Regions from separate parts of the Ovis aries genome. Here region 1 is linked to region 2. The links are chromatin contacts, called in public Hi-C maps. All regions are on one chromosome and are shown on one strand. Each heading gives the region's core, a stretch centred on a gene start, on an enhancer-like site or on the middle of the called end of the contact. The rest is flanking DNA. Distances are from core to core; before and after follow the strand shown. Region 1 overlaps ACOX3 (acyl-CoA oxidase 3, pristanoyl). Region 2 has its middle 31 kb from the start of HTRA3.

The links. A called contact is a pair of places that touch in the nucleus more often than the background predicts.
Region 1: a Hi-C map of omental adipose tissue shows a contact between it and region 2, with 2.3 times the contacts expected there. The contact joins two enhancer-like sites. A contact is called at or near these places in 2 of 16 Hi-C or Micro-C datasets (omental adipose tissue and tail adipose tissue).

Annotation. Positions count from the first base shown.
Region 1 is chr6:115,384,913-115,390,846 of ARS-UI_Ramb_v3.0, reverse strand. ACOX3 (acyl-CoA oxidase 3, pristanoyl) reads left to right here. Exons shown (of 19, transcript XM_027971266.3): 9 at 1,967-2,149; 10 at 3,827-3,949; 11 at 5,507-5,528; 12 at 5,531-5,587. Among named protein-coding and RNA genes, the nearest start is that of ACOX3, 29 kb to the left of the region's middle. Within about 2 kb of position 4,501, at least 5 of the 54 cell types and tissues checked have an H3K27ac peak or open chromatin away from gene starts, as enhancers often do.
Region 2 is chr6:115,267,089-115,273,769 of ARS-UI_Ramb_v3.0, reverse strand. No RefSeq gene overlaps it. Among named protein-coding and RNA genes, the nearest start is that of HTRA3, 31 kb to the left of the region's middle. Within about 2 kb of position 2,594, at least 5 of the 54 cell types and tissues checked have an H3K27ac peak or open chromatin away from gene starts, as enhancers often do.

The DNA.
Region 1 (5,934 bases), core at 3,252-5,751, 120 kb before region 2:
GGTGTCTGTGGGTGAGGAAGCCGTCCCCTCCAGGTCCACAGGACATGCACCCCACTATGGGGGGAGGAGAGTCGCCAGGGGAGCCGGAGGCCTGTGCGAAACTCTCCAGGCTCAGGTCCTGGCGCCTCCACCAAGGAAGGGGGTGCCTGCGTCCACCACACCCCTGGGGCCCCAGGCGTGACATCTCTCCCTAGTCCTCACCAGCCCCCTGGGGTTACAGCTGGGGAGGCTACCCCTACCAGCGCTGTTCCCCACAGCGGGGAGAGGAAAGGGTTGCCCACTGGGCCGGGCACCTGTAGGGTGACCGTGTCCTCCGGCGTCTGGGATTGACCTCGCCTGGAAGTTCATTGAGGGTGGACACATAGGGGCCTGGCCCTGGGCCCTTTGCAGGCCTGGCCAGGTCAGGGTGGCTGAGCCCTCCTGGTCCTGAACCAACGGCCGGGATGACCCAGTGCCATGTGTAGGCTGCTTGGAGCTGAGAGCAGGGCTTGAACGAACATAACAAGTACCTTCCGATCAGGAGAGAGGCTGGAGGTGACAGAGGAGGACATTCAGAAAAGGAAACTGATATGAAACCCAGGAGCATGGAGGCAGACGAGAGAGCCCAGCGGAGGGGGTCGATCCAGGGCTGAATATCAGTGAAGCAAGTGTCAGGCAGGGATGGAGAGAGCCCAGAGATGGTTTGTAGAAACAGCGGAGACAGGCCTCTAAATTACGGAAAGAAGACTGTCTCGACTCCGGGGGGCTCACACAGTGGGTCAGGGGCTGTCACCCCAGGCTCACCGTCAAGAAATACCAGAACCTCAGAGACAAGACCCTGAGCCCTCCCCGGGACAGGAGGCAGAGCGGCTCCCGTGGGATCAAAGCCCCTTCGGCTCCGATTTTCCCCACGCAATGCTGCCTGAAAGCAGTCAGGGAGAGGACGCTTCTCACCACGGCCGGAAAGCAACGTACGCCTGCTTTCTCTAAGTGCAGCTAAGCTGTCATTCGTGCGCGAGAACACAGTAAATATTCATGGCCAGGGGCTTGGAAGGCTGCCGCACAAATACCAGAGTGGACACAGTGTAGGAAGAAAAGCCTGAATAATAAAATAAATGAAGCGGGAGAAGCAGCAGGGCTGAGGGAGGCGCACGTGATCGCGTCGTTTGGTGAGACTGTCAGGCCGATGTACCCAAGCGCCGCCGATGGGCCTGAAAGCCAGGCTGCTACTGGGGACCACGGTGAGCACCTTGAAACTTAGAACAGACTGAAAACAGATGCACACAGGCAGTTCCCTGCTTTTAAAGCCTGATGCTGGGAGGGATTGAGGGCAGGAGGAGAAGGGGCCCACAGAGGATGAGATGGTTGGGTGGCATCACTGTCTCAATGGACGTGCGTCTGAGTGAACTCCGGGAGTTGGTGATGGTCAGGGAGGCCTGCCGTGCTGCAGTCCGTGGGGTCGCAGAGAGTCGGACACGACTGAGCGGCTGAACAGCAGCCACAACAAAAGATCACAGAGAAGGACAGGTGACCGTTCCGATGACCGTCACGGCCCTTGGGATGGTGGCTCCACGGGGAGGCAGGAATCCCGGCGGGGGAGGGTGCCCTTTTTATGAATGAGACGTTGGCGCCAGCTGTGTTCTCTGCCCTCACCTCCAGCCTCGCTCTCGGCACAGCCACCTCTGGTCCTTCGTGAGGTCGAGAGCAGGGCTTCCTGCCTCCACGTGGCAGCTCGTAGGTCTGCCCAGATGGCGTGTCTGCCCGGGGCCCTTCCCTCATGTGGGCTGGGTGCCCCCCGTACCTTCCCATGATGGGTACACCGGCCCCCGTGCCGCTCAGCCCTCCTGGCTCCAGGACCCTGTGTCTGGGGCGCCCTGGGGGCTGGGCCTGGGGTGTTGAACGAGGACAGGCACGCCCCTCCACCCCGTGCCCATCCCTGAGGTGGCCCGCGGTCCTGGGTCCACCGCCACCTGCTCTCCTCCCGCAGAATGTGGGGCAGCGCTTCAGCGAGTCCCTGGGCAGCCTGTCGTCTGGCCGGGTGGCCATCGTGGGCATGTCTGTCGTGAACCTGAAGCTGGCCGTGTCCATCGCTCTGCGTTTCTCGGCCACCAGGCGTCAGTTCGGGCCGACGGACAAGGAGGAGGTCCCGGTGCTGGAGTACCCGATGCAGGTAGGGCGTCTGCGGGCGTGGGCTCACTGGCTTTCTGTCCTTGTAGCACCTGCGGGCACGGGCTCACTGGCTTTCTGTCTTTGTGGCGCCTGCGGGCATGAGCTCACTGGCTTTCCGTCCATGTGCAAACACACCGCCTCTCTGAGGTCTCTGCTGCTGGGTCACGGGGCGCTGACCGGGCCCCTTCTGGAGTTACAGGGTGACGCCAGGCCCAGGAGGGGCGTGGCCTCGGGGGCCACAGATGGTCTCCAGGATGGTCTTTACTTGAAAAGAAATGAGGAGCCTAAAGGAGGCGCTCTGGTGAGGCGGGGGCTCATGCTCTCCCCTCTCTGGCCCTGCGTATCCAGGCTGTGCTCTGACACAGCCCTCCATCCCGTGACGTAGTGGCTGAGTGTGCAGCGGCGTTCATGGTGGCATCCTTCAGCAGAGGGGACACTCCTCACTCCAGGCCCTCCACGGTCGAGGCAGCCCCGGACGGCAGGGGAGCCCCCCCAAGCCGAGCATTGCCTGGTCACCTGGCCGGGCTGGGGGCAGGCGTGGCATTGGATCACAGTGTGCCCCCACCAGCGCCTCTGCATCCCCAGCCCTTCCATGCCCACTGCGCAGCTGCCCTGCGCACCAGGTGGGCTGGTGGTGGTCCCCAGCTCACAGGTGGGGCCCCAGAGGCAGCAGCTGGACCGAGCCCTGGTCTTGGGCCCAGTGATGCGTAAGCAAAGGCGTGTTTGAGTGAGAGTTTCAGGACATTGTAACTGGATCGAATTTGTTTAACCCCTTAGTTAGGACCACGAACCTTGTTTAATACCAAATGAGCAAGCGAGGAAGAGCCTCGTGCCTAGTTCGTGCCTGGCCAGCATGCAGCATCCACCGCACTGCTGGACCCTGTGGTCCTCGTGAGGTCACAGCCTGCCCCCCTGCCTGGGCTTGAAGCCTGGCCTCAGCGGTCAGCTGAGCCCACTTAAGCCCCTCGAGTGGGCTTCCGGAAGTCCACTCTGCCCTTGCTGTGCACCCCTGGGCCAGGCACTAAGCCTCTCTGTGCTCTGGTTTTCTCCTTTGCACGTTGGAGCGGTGATCACTGCTGTGGGTGGTTGCAAGGATGAGCCACGTTAGGGCGGCGGCACGGTGACCGCACGCAGGGATCACTGGCGGTGGTGGTGGTGATTGTCTTCCGGGTCCTCTCAGCCTCCCCCCTCCATTCACGCAGCAGCAGACACACGCTGGTGGAATGGACACGCTCCCTCGGCCTCCGGGAGCCTTCTGGCCCGGGGGCAGTCGCTGTCTTCCTCCTAGGGTCACAAAGGGCAAGGCGTTGCCAGGTTGGCCCCGCGCTTGGGCATGGTGACCTGGCTGTCTCAGTTGTATTCAGTGTTTACTCTGGCTGAGGGATCGCATGGCCAGGATAACGAAGAATCATATTATAGTTCAGTATTTACTCTGGCTGAGGGGTCGCGTGGCCGCAACAGCAGCGAGCATGGGGCAGGGCAGTGCGCGTGGGCGCCTCTCCTTGAGCAGGCCAGTCAGGGTGGCTGGGTATCAGGGGGCAGCTGTCGTGGTGGGGGGTGGGGAGCATCCGGGAGAGGTGCAGGGCCTTGTGCACTAACGGGACCGTGGGGGTGGGTTCCGGCCACCCCCACCCTGCCGAGGACGTGGGGTGTTCAGGTGGGTATTTGTCCATTTCAGCAATGGCGCTTATTGCCGTACCTGGCTGCCGCCTACGCCTTGGACCACTTTTCCAAATCACTCTTCCTGGATCTGGGGGAGCTTCAGCGAGGCCTCCTGGGGAAAGACCGGAGTGTCAGGCAGGTGAGAGCCCCCTGCTTTTTCTCTGCAGCGTTTATCCTCATTTATATCTCACTGGGTTTGAACAGGGCAGGCTCAGCCTTTCTCTCAAAACAGCGTGGGTGTGTGGATCTGCGGGGATGATGCAAGCTCGTCTGACTTGACCCCTGCGCCATGTCCTCCCGGAGCCCGTCGCAGGGATGGGGGCCTAGTCGGCACGTGTCCGCATCCCCCGTTCTCAAGGACGTGCTGACACGGCTCCTGGTTCCCGTCTGTGAGTTCAGCTGTTGTTCTCTGGAGAACAGGATGCTTTTGCAAAATCCACATTACCGGCCCCCTCCGTGGATTTCACGGTTCTGATCCTTTTGTAAACAACCCCACAAAAGGTCTGTGTCCAGCTGACTGGATGTGAGCTGACAGGCGTGGCTTTGTGCCAGATGCGAGCGTGCAGACCCGCTGAGATCAGCCCCTTTGCACAGAAAGGGTCTTCTGCTAATTTCCATGTATGGATGCCTCCCGTGTTGATTTTTGTTCTGCTTTCACACTGCCTCCTGGGCATTGCGAAAAGGCACAGCGCAAGTGCATCTGAAAACTCACCAGAAATGCTACAGAGGGCGGGCTTACCGACCACGCCCTGAAAAGCCTGTATCAAATTAGCACGTTTTGGAATATCCAGCATAGACACCCAGGCGTCGAGAGGCGGAGGGTGAAGGGGCGGGGGGCTGGCAGGGTGCACAGCCACGCAGTCAGGCTGATGTGACCCCGAGGACCGTTTCATCAGGAATGTGGAGCTAATGCATTTTTCCCCCCCAAACATGAGTCACTGAAGTTTTGCCAGCTGACAATGGAATTGTCCTGTTAATAATGTTTCAAGTGTCACCGTGGTCTGTTTTTTTTTTCTGAAGCTCAGAAAGAGTAGTTCAACCCAGGCGTGGGTTACAAGGTAGCACTTCTGTGAAGCTGAAAATGCTGGCAAAGCCCAGCACCTTATTCCGCAAGTGCGTGTGTAGGCGTGTCTTTCTTGTAATTGTTGTTACTAATGATCTCGTTGAAGTAAAAGAATGTTTACTAGACGTGTTAAAGCTAGCGGCCCCGAGTGGGGCCTGCACAGGGGCCCTGAATGGCCAGGGCTTTGTACCCCTCTGGGGCTGCCCCCCGCCCTCTCCCCAGGGGCAGCGAGTCAGTGCTGTGTCAGTCCCTTCCCTTGGGTTTCCTCCTCGTCTCCCGTGAATGACGGGGGCTTGAACAGCCGTCCCTCAGGCTCGCGCTGTAAACTTCATGCGCTCTGAGTCACGATGCATGGCCCTCCACGATCAGCCTCCCCACCAGGGTTCACCCACTGAGCAGCCGCGGTGGTTTATCTTCAGTGCTAGGAGGTTGTGTGACTAGACCGCAGAGTATCCACAGGTAGATGAATCCTGCTTTTTAAGCTAAAACTGGGTTCCTACTATTGTAGTTGTCAGCCACCTGGGGTCAGACTGGAAGGGGCGCAGGTCTCTGAGGCTGAGCTTGGACTGTCCCCTGCCCTCTGGGGTCGGAGCCTCTCTTCCCCTGATCTTGTTGGCTTCTCTCCCTCCCAAGGCAGAGCTGGGACGCGAGATCCACGCCAGCGGGGGATCCAGGAGTGCCGAGAGGCATGTGGAGGACACGGCTACCTGGCCAGTAGGTCTCAGAGACACGTGGGCTGGTTTCTGTCCTCATCCCTACCATGAAACTCATACCCGACCAGGGGTCAGTGCATGACCAACCAGGGGTCAACTCAAGACCAGGGGTCAGCGCACAACTGACCTGGGGTCAATGCATGGCCAGGGGTCAGCGCACGATTAGGGGTCAGTGCACAACCAACCAGGGGTGAGCTCACAATTGACCAGGGGTCAGCTCACAACCAGGGGTCAGCGCACAACCGACCAGGGGTCAATGCATGGCCAGGGGTCAGCGCACAACCAGGGGTCAGCTCATGACCAACCAGGGGTCATCGCAAGGTCAGGGGTCAGCACACAACAGCCTAT
Region 2 (6,681 bases), core at 1,345-3,844:
GGCTGCCCTCTGCTCCGCGAGGGAGGCCCTGAAGTCCACGTTGCCCGGGGGCCTCAGCCTTGCGGAAGGGCGGCTGAGAGCCTGGGGTCCCAATACCCAGGGTTCCCTGTCTTCCTCTGTCCTCAGCTCCTGGTGTGAGGAGCTGAGCCTCAGGGCCTCTTGTGTGGACTTGTAGAGCCTGGAGGGTGTGGGCAGTGGGCAGGTGAGGATGGAGGTCTCTGGGGGAGGGGAGCTGGCGTGTTGCTGGATGTGGGTCCTTTCAGGCGCGGCTCCAGGTTGCAGGCACACCCGGCGCTCAGCCTATTTGTTGTCTGTGTTTTGTATCAAGTGATCACAAGCACAGTGGCTCACAACACGCCTGCTTCTTATCTCAGTTTCTGTGGTCAGTTCTCTGCTCGGGGTCTCAGCGGAATGTCATCAATCTGGGCTATGATCTCATCTGAGAATCAGGAGCCCCTTCCAGGCAGTGTGGTCATTGGCAAAATGCATCTCCTTATGGCTGCAGGAGGGAGGTCAGCTCCTCACCTCGTGGCCCCCTCCATAGGAAGTTTGTCCATGGCATTCTTCAAGCTGGTAGGTCCTTTCTGTGCCATCACAGCTCTCTGCAGGGAAGGCTGGGCCCGCTTTTAAAGGACACACCCAATTAGGTCAGGCCCACCTTGTTTGGGAAACTCAGTCAACCAATTCGAGACCTTAATTACATCTGCAAAATCTTCACCTTTGCGCATACATAACCTAACTAACGGGAAGGAGATGGCAACCTACTCCAGTATTCTTGCCTGGAGAATCCTATGAACAGAGCAGTCTGTCATGCTACAGTCCATGGGGTCTCAAGAGTCGGAAACGACTTAGCAGCTAAACCACCACCACCACCAACCTAACTAAGGGAGACAAATCCCATCACATTCAGTTTCACTCAAGAGGAGGGGGTTATATTGGCCAGTTTAGAGTCCTGCCTTCCCTCTGGGTGAGAGAACATCCTTGTCTTTACTCATTGGTTTGCATCAACCCTGACTGTCAACGATGGGGGAAAATACAAGCTATGCTGTTGTTAGGCATGGGTGGTAAAGAGCCCACCTGCCAGTGCAGGAGACATAAGAGACATGGGTTCAGTCCCTGAGTCAGGACGATCCCCTGGAAAAGGGCATGGCAACCCACTCCAGTGTTCTTGCCTGCAAAGTTCCAAGGACAGAGGGGCCTGTCAGGCTACAATCCACGGGGTCACAGAGTCAGACCCGACTGAAGCGACTTAGCGCACAGTCTTGTTAACAGTCTGACGAGCAACCCACCCTCTTTACAGATGAGAAAACTGAGGCTCACGGAAGGCAGGGCACATTGACACACGAAAGGTACCTTCTGCTGGGTGCTCCAGGTCACAGCAGGTTGGAGGGAGGTAAGGTCCAGACTTGACCTAGCACGGACCCCAGCCCGGCTGTGGCAGACGGGTCCCACCACCACACAGCCTGTGACTGACAGCTGCCCCCGCCCCCCCCACCGCACCGAGTCAGGCGCCGGACCCCCACAGAAGCACAAGCTGACGGCTGTCAAGCTCCCCGAAAGTGTGGTGGGGTCACGGGCAACGCAGACCCCAGTCTGAGGGGCATCTTACATCCCTTGCACACTCTCAGGACTGTCTAGTGACACCTCTCCATTCGCAAGGGAGACCTCCGGGGCCTGCTTGCACCCCTCTGCTGACGGACAGCTCCCTCCTCGCTGAGGTGAGCTCGTGCTGAGACACACCCCCTCCTTGCAGCTTCAGCCCGCCCGTTGTCCGGAGGTGATGGGCCGCTGCGGCTCCACTGTCGTGATGGAGATGACTGATGCTGTGCAGCTTTGAGACAGTCACTCTCCCTCTAAGAGCCTCGGTTTCTTGTCAAAACTGGGGGCCAGCCTGCACTTGGTTCTCCAAGGGTGGAGACAGCATGCTGGCGGGGAGCTCTGGGGCCTTGCGGTCAGGAAGGGTGCAGTGTGACCCTGGGCAGGCTGATTTCCTTCTCGGTTCGGGAAAGTGTGTGGGAGAGCCTTCAGGGGCCCCCTGCAGGGAGTGTGATTTTATCCTCAGCCCCAGGGTCTCCTCCAGGAGGGGCCGCTTGTGGCTCAGCTCATGCCTGGCCCGCAGGGGTTACTGAGCTTGCACACAGTAGGTGCGCAGTGAACCCAAGTGAGAAGGTGCCTGGATGGACCCAGTGGAGACCCTGGGGTGGCAGGGCCCCTGGGCTGCACGTCCCTGTGCCGGACGCGCGCCTGTCCCACACCCACCGCTCTGCCAAATGAGGAGGCGGGGGCCTTGCTTCCCGGGGCCTGGCCACTGCAGCATCAGAGCAGGACTGGAGCCCAGTCGGCCGGGGCCCACGGCGGCCAAACGCTGGCCTCCACCTGCGCGCAACGTGTCTCGGCCACCAGTGCGGGCCGGGCAGCCATGCGGTGCGTGCCTCCTCGGTGCTGGTACACAGCTTCTCTTCACGCTCAGGACCCTGCTGTGGGGTTTGGTTTTGGTTACAGATGAAGAAGAGACGGAGGGTTTGAAAGGCTGGGCGATTTGATCAGAGTGACTCACTCTCTGGTTCCGGGTTCTGTAGCCTGCGGGTGCTGGCGCTCGGCCCTTGGCAATCTCACCGTTAATAGGAAACAGGCCACTATTAGCCCCGGCTCTGAGCTGAGCCCTCGGCTTCTCAAATCCTCACTTCAACCCCACATGCAGCAATCACCAGCTGTGTCTTAGTTGCAACCAGATTGGGACTCTGAGAAGTAAAGCTTCTTGCCCGAAGCCCCACAGCCTCTACGGGAGGAGCTGGGATTTGAACCACAGGTTGGATGACTGGGCCTCACCTGGACCTCCAGGTCTGCCGCCCTAGAGCAAGGGGTCCTGGGCTGCCCGAGCCCCCCGTGGGCCTAGGGCATGGGGCTGGGACCCCAGGTGGGAGCGGCGGAAACCTAACGGCTCCTGGACGGCCAGGGACACCGCGGGTTCCGAGGTAGGTGGTGGACCAGGAGTGGCCCTGTCCCCACCTCGCGCGGCGCAGCTGCAGGCCCGGCCGGGCAGCTGCCCAGCAAGCCTGTGACCTCAGAGCGCTGTGACCCCGGGGTCACCATGATGGGGCTTCCCGCCGCCTCCAGCACGGGCTGTCACGTCTTCATGTTTTCAATTACAGCATGGCCTCCGCCCGCGGTGCAAACCCACCCAGCCCTCAGAGAAGGCAGCCCAGGGTCAGGGTTGCAGGGAAGTCTGTTGGCCCTGCTGCTGGGACCTGCTCCCTCCCGCCTGGGAGCTGCTGCTTCTGGAAAGCTCTCTGCTGCCCCCTGGTGGGAGAGGCCTGGGCAGTTGGGGGGGGTGCCCTACAGGTATGTCCAAGCAGGGAGAGAACTTTGGGGTTCAGGGCTCCGGACCCCAGAACCAGAGAATGTTGGAGCGCCCCTGCCCACCTCCCCCCGACTCTGGGCCTTCCAGGCTCCACCTCCTGGGCACAGAAACAAGCCAGGGGTCTCCTGACTCTGTTTCGTTCTATTAATGAGGGTCCTGGGGAGAGAGATCTTTTTTTTTCGCACAGTTCTTCCGTGTATTCTTGCCACCTCTTCTTGATATCTTCTGCTTCTGTTAGGTCCAGACCGTTTCTGTCCTTTATGGAGCCCATCTTTGCATGAAATGTTCCCTTGGTATCTCTAATTTCTTGAAGAGATCTCTAGTCTTTCCCATTCTGTTATTTTCCTCGATTTCTTTGCATTGATCGCTGAGGAAGGCTTTCTTATCTCTTCTTGCTATTCTCTGGAACTCTGCATTCAGATGCTTATATGTTTCCTTTTCTCCTTTGCTTTTTGCCTCTCTTTTCACAGCTATTTGTAAGGCCTCCCCAGACAGCCATTTTGCTTTTTTGCATTTCTTTTCCATGGGGATGGTCTTGATCCCTGTCTCCTGTACAATGTCACGAACCTCATTCCATAGTTCATCAGGCACTCTATCTATCAGATCTAGGCCCTTAAATCTATTTCTCACTTCCACTGTATAATCATAAGGGATTTGATTTAGGTCATACCTGAATGGTCTAGCGGTTTTCCCTACTTTCTTCAATTTGAGTCTGAATTTGGTAATAAGGAGTTCATGATCTGAGCCACAGTCAGCTCCTGGTCTTGTTTTTGTTGGCTGTATAGAGCTTCTCCATCTTTGGCTGCAAAGAATATAATCAATCTGATTTCAATATTGACCATCTGGTGATGTCCATGTGTAGAGTCTTCTCTTGTGTTGTTGGAAGAGGGTGTTTGCTATGACCAGTGCATTTTCTTGGCAAAACTCTATTAGTCTTTGCCCTGCTTCATTCTGCATTCCAAGGCCAAATTTGCCTGTTACTCCAGGTGTTTCTTGACTTCCTACTTTTGCATTCCAGTCCCCTATAATAAAAAGGACATCTTTTTTGGGTATTAGTTCTAAAAGGTCTTGTAGGTCTTCATAAAACTGTTCAACTTCAGCTTCTTCAGCGTTACTGGTTGGGGCATAGGCTTGGATAACTGTGATATTGAATGGTTTGCCTTGGAGACGAACAGAGATCATTCTGTCGTTTTGGAGATTGTATCCAAGTACTGCATTTCGGACTCTTTTGTTGACCATGATGGCTACTCCATTTCTTCTGAGGGATTCCTGCCCGCAGTAGTAGATATAATGGTCATCTGAGTTAAATTCACCCATTCCAGTACAAAAAAGATCTTCACGACCCAGATAATCATGATGATGTGATCACTCATCTAGAGCCAGACATCCTGGAATGTGAAGTCAAGTGGGCCTTAGAAAGCATCACTATGAACAAAGCTAGTGGAGGTGATGGAATTCCAGCTGAGCTGTTTCAAATCCTGAAAGATGATGCTGTGAAAGTGCTGCACTCAATATGCCAGCAAATTTGGAAAACTCAGCAGTGGCCATGGGACTGGAAAAGGTCAGTTTTCATTCCAATCCCAAAGAAAGGCAATGCCAAAGAATGCTCAAACTACTGCACAATTGTACTCATCTCAAATGCTAGTAAAGGCTCAAAATTCTCCAAGCCAGGCTTCAGCAATACGTGAACCGTGAACTCCCTGATGTTCAAGCTGGTTTTAGAAAAGACAGAGGAACCAGAGATCAAATTGCCAACATCCGCTGGATCATGGAAAAAGCAAGGGAGTTCCACAAAAACATCTATTTCTGCTTTACTGACTATGCCAAAGCCTTTTATTTGTGTGGGTCACAATAAACTGTGGGAAATTCTGAAAGAGATAGGAATACCAGACCACCTAACCTGCCTCTTGAGAAATCTGTATGCAGGTCAGGAAGCAACAGTTAGAACTGGACATGGAACAACAGACTGGTTCCAAATAGGAAAAGGAGTACATCAAGGCTGTATATTGTCACCCTGCTTATTTAACTTATATGCAGAGTACATCATGAGAAACGCTGGACTGGAAGAAACACAAGCTGGAATCAAGATTGCCGGGAGAAATATCAATAATCTCAGATATGCAGATGACATCACCCTTATGGCAGAAAGTGAGGAGGAGCTAAAAAGCCTCTTGATGAAAGTGAAAGAGGAGAGCGAAAAAGTTGGCTTAAGATCATGGCATCCGGTCCCATCACTTCATGGGAAATAGATGGGGAAACAGTGGAAACAGTGTCAGACTTTATTTTTTGGGGCTCCAAAATCACTGCAGATGGTGACTGCAGCCATGAAATTAAAAGACGCTTACTCCTTGGAAGGAAAGTTATGACCAACCTAGATAGCATATTCAAAAGCAGAGACATTACTTTGCCAACTAAGGTCCGTCTAGTCAAGGCTATGGTTTTTCCTGTGGTCATGTATGGATGTGAGAGTTGGACTGTGAAGAAGGCTGAGCGCCAAAGAATTGATGCTTTTGAACTGTGGTGTTGGAGAAGACTCTTGAGAGTCCCTTGGACTGCAAGGAGATCCAACCAGTCCATCCTTAAGGAGATCGGCCCTGGGATTTCTTTGGAGGGAATGATGCTAAAGCTGAAACTCCAGTACTTTAGCCACCTCATGGGAAGAGTTGATTCACTGGAAAAGACTCTGATGCTGGGAGGGATTGGGGGCAGGAGGAGAAGGGGACGACTGGGGATGAGATGGCTGGATGGCATCACAGACTCGATGGACGTGAGTCTGAGTGAACTCCGGGAGTTGGTGATGGACAGGGAGGCCTGGTGTGCTGCGATCCATGGGGTCGCAGAGTCGGACACGACTGAGCGACTGACCTGAACTGAGCTGGGGAGAGAGATGGGAGGGGCCGTGACTGCTCGGCGGCCCAGGAGGATTCTTTGGGGACACGGAGATGTTTTGGAACTGGACAGTGGTGGCTCCACAGCCTTGCAGGTGTAGCATATGCCACTGAATCATTCACTTTAATGGTGGGTTTGCATGACGTGTGAGCTTCCCTGGCAGCCCAGATAGTGGAGAATCTGCCTTCAGTGCGGAGGCCTGGGTTTGACCCCTGGAGCCCACTCCAGTGTTCTTGCCTGGAGAATCCTATGGACAGAAGAGCCTGGAGGGCTACGGGAGATCCACAGGACTGCAAAGAGTCGGACATGACTGAGCGATTAAGCACACACCTAGGCACACACAGGATGTGCATTTCACGTCATCAAAAGGAGAATCTCGGAAGCGCGCCATGGGACCGCCCACGGCCTCCGAGCCTCAGCACCCTGTCTGT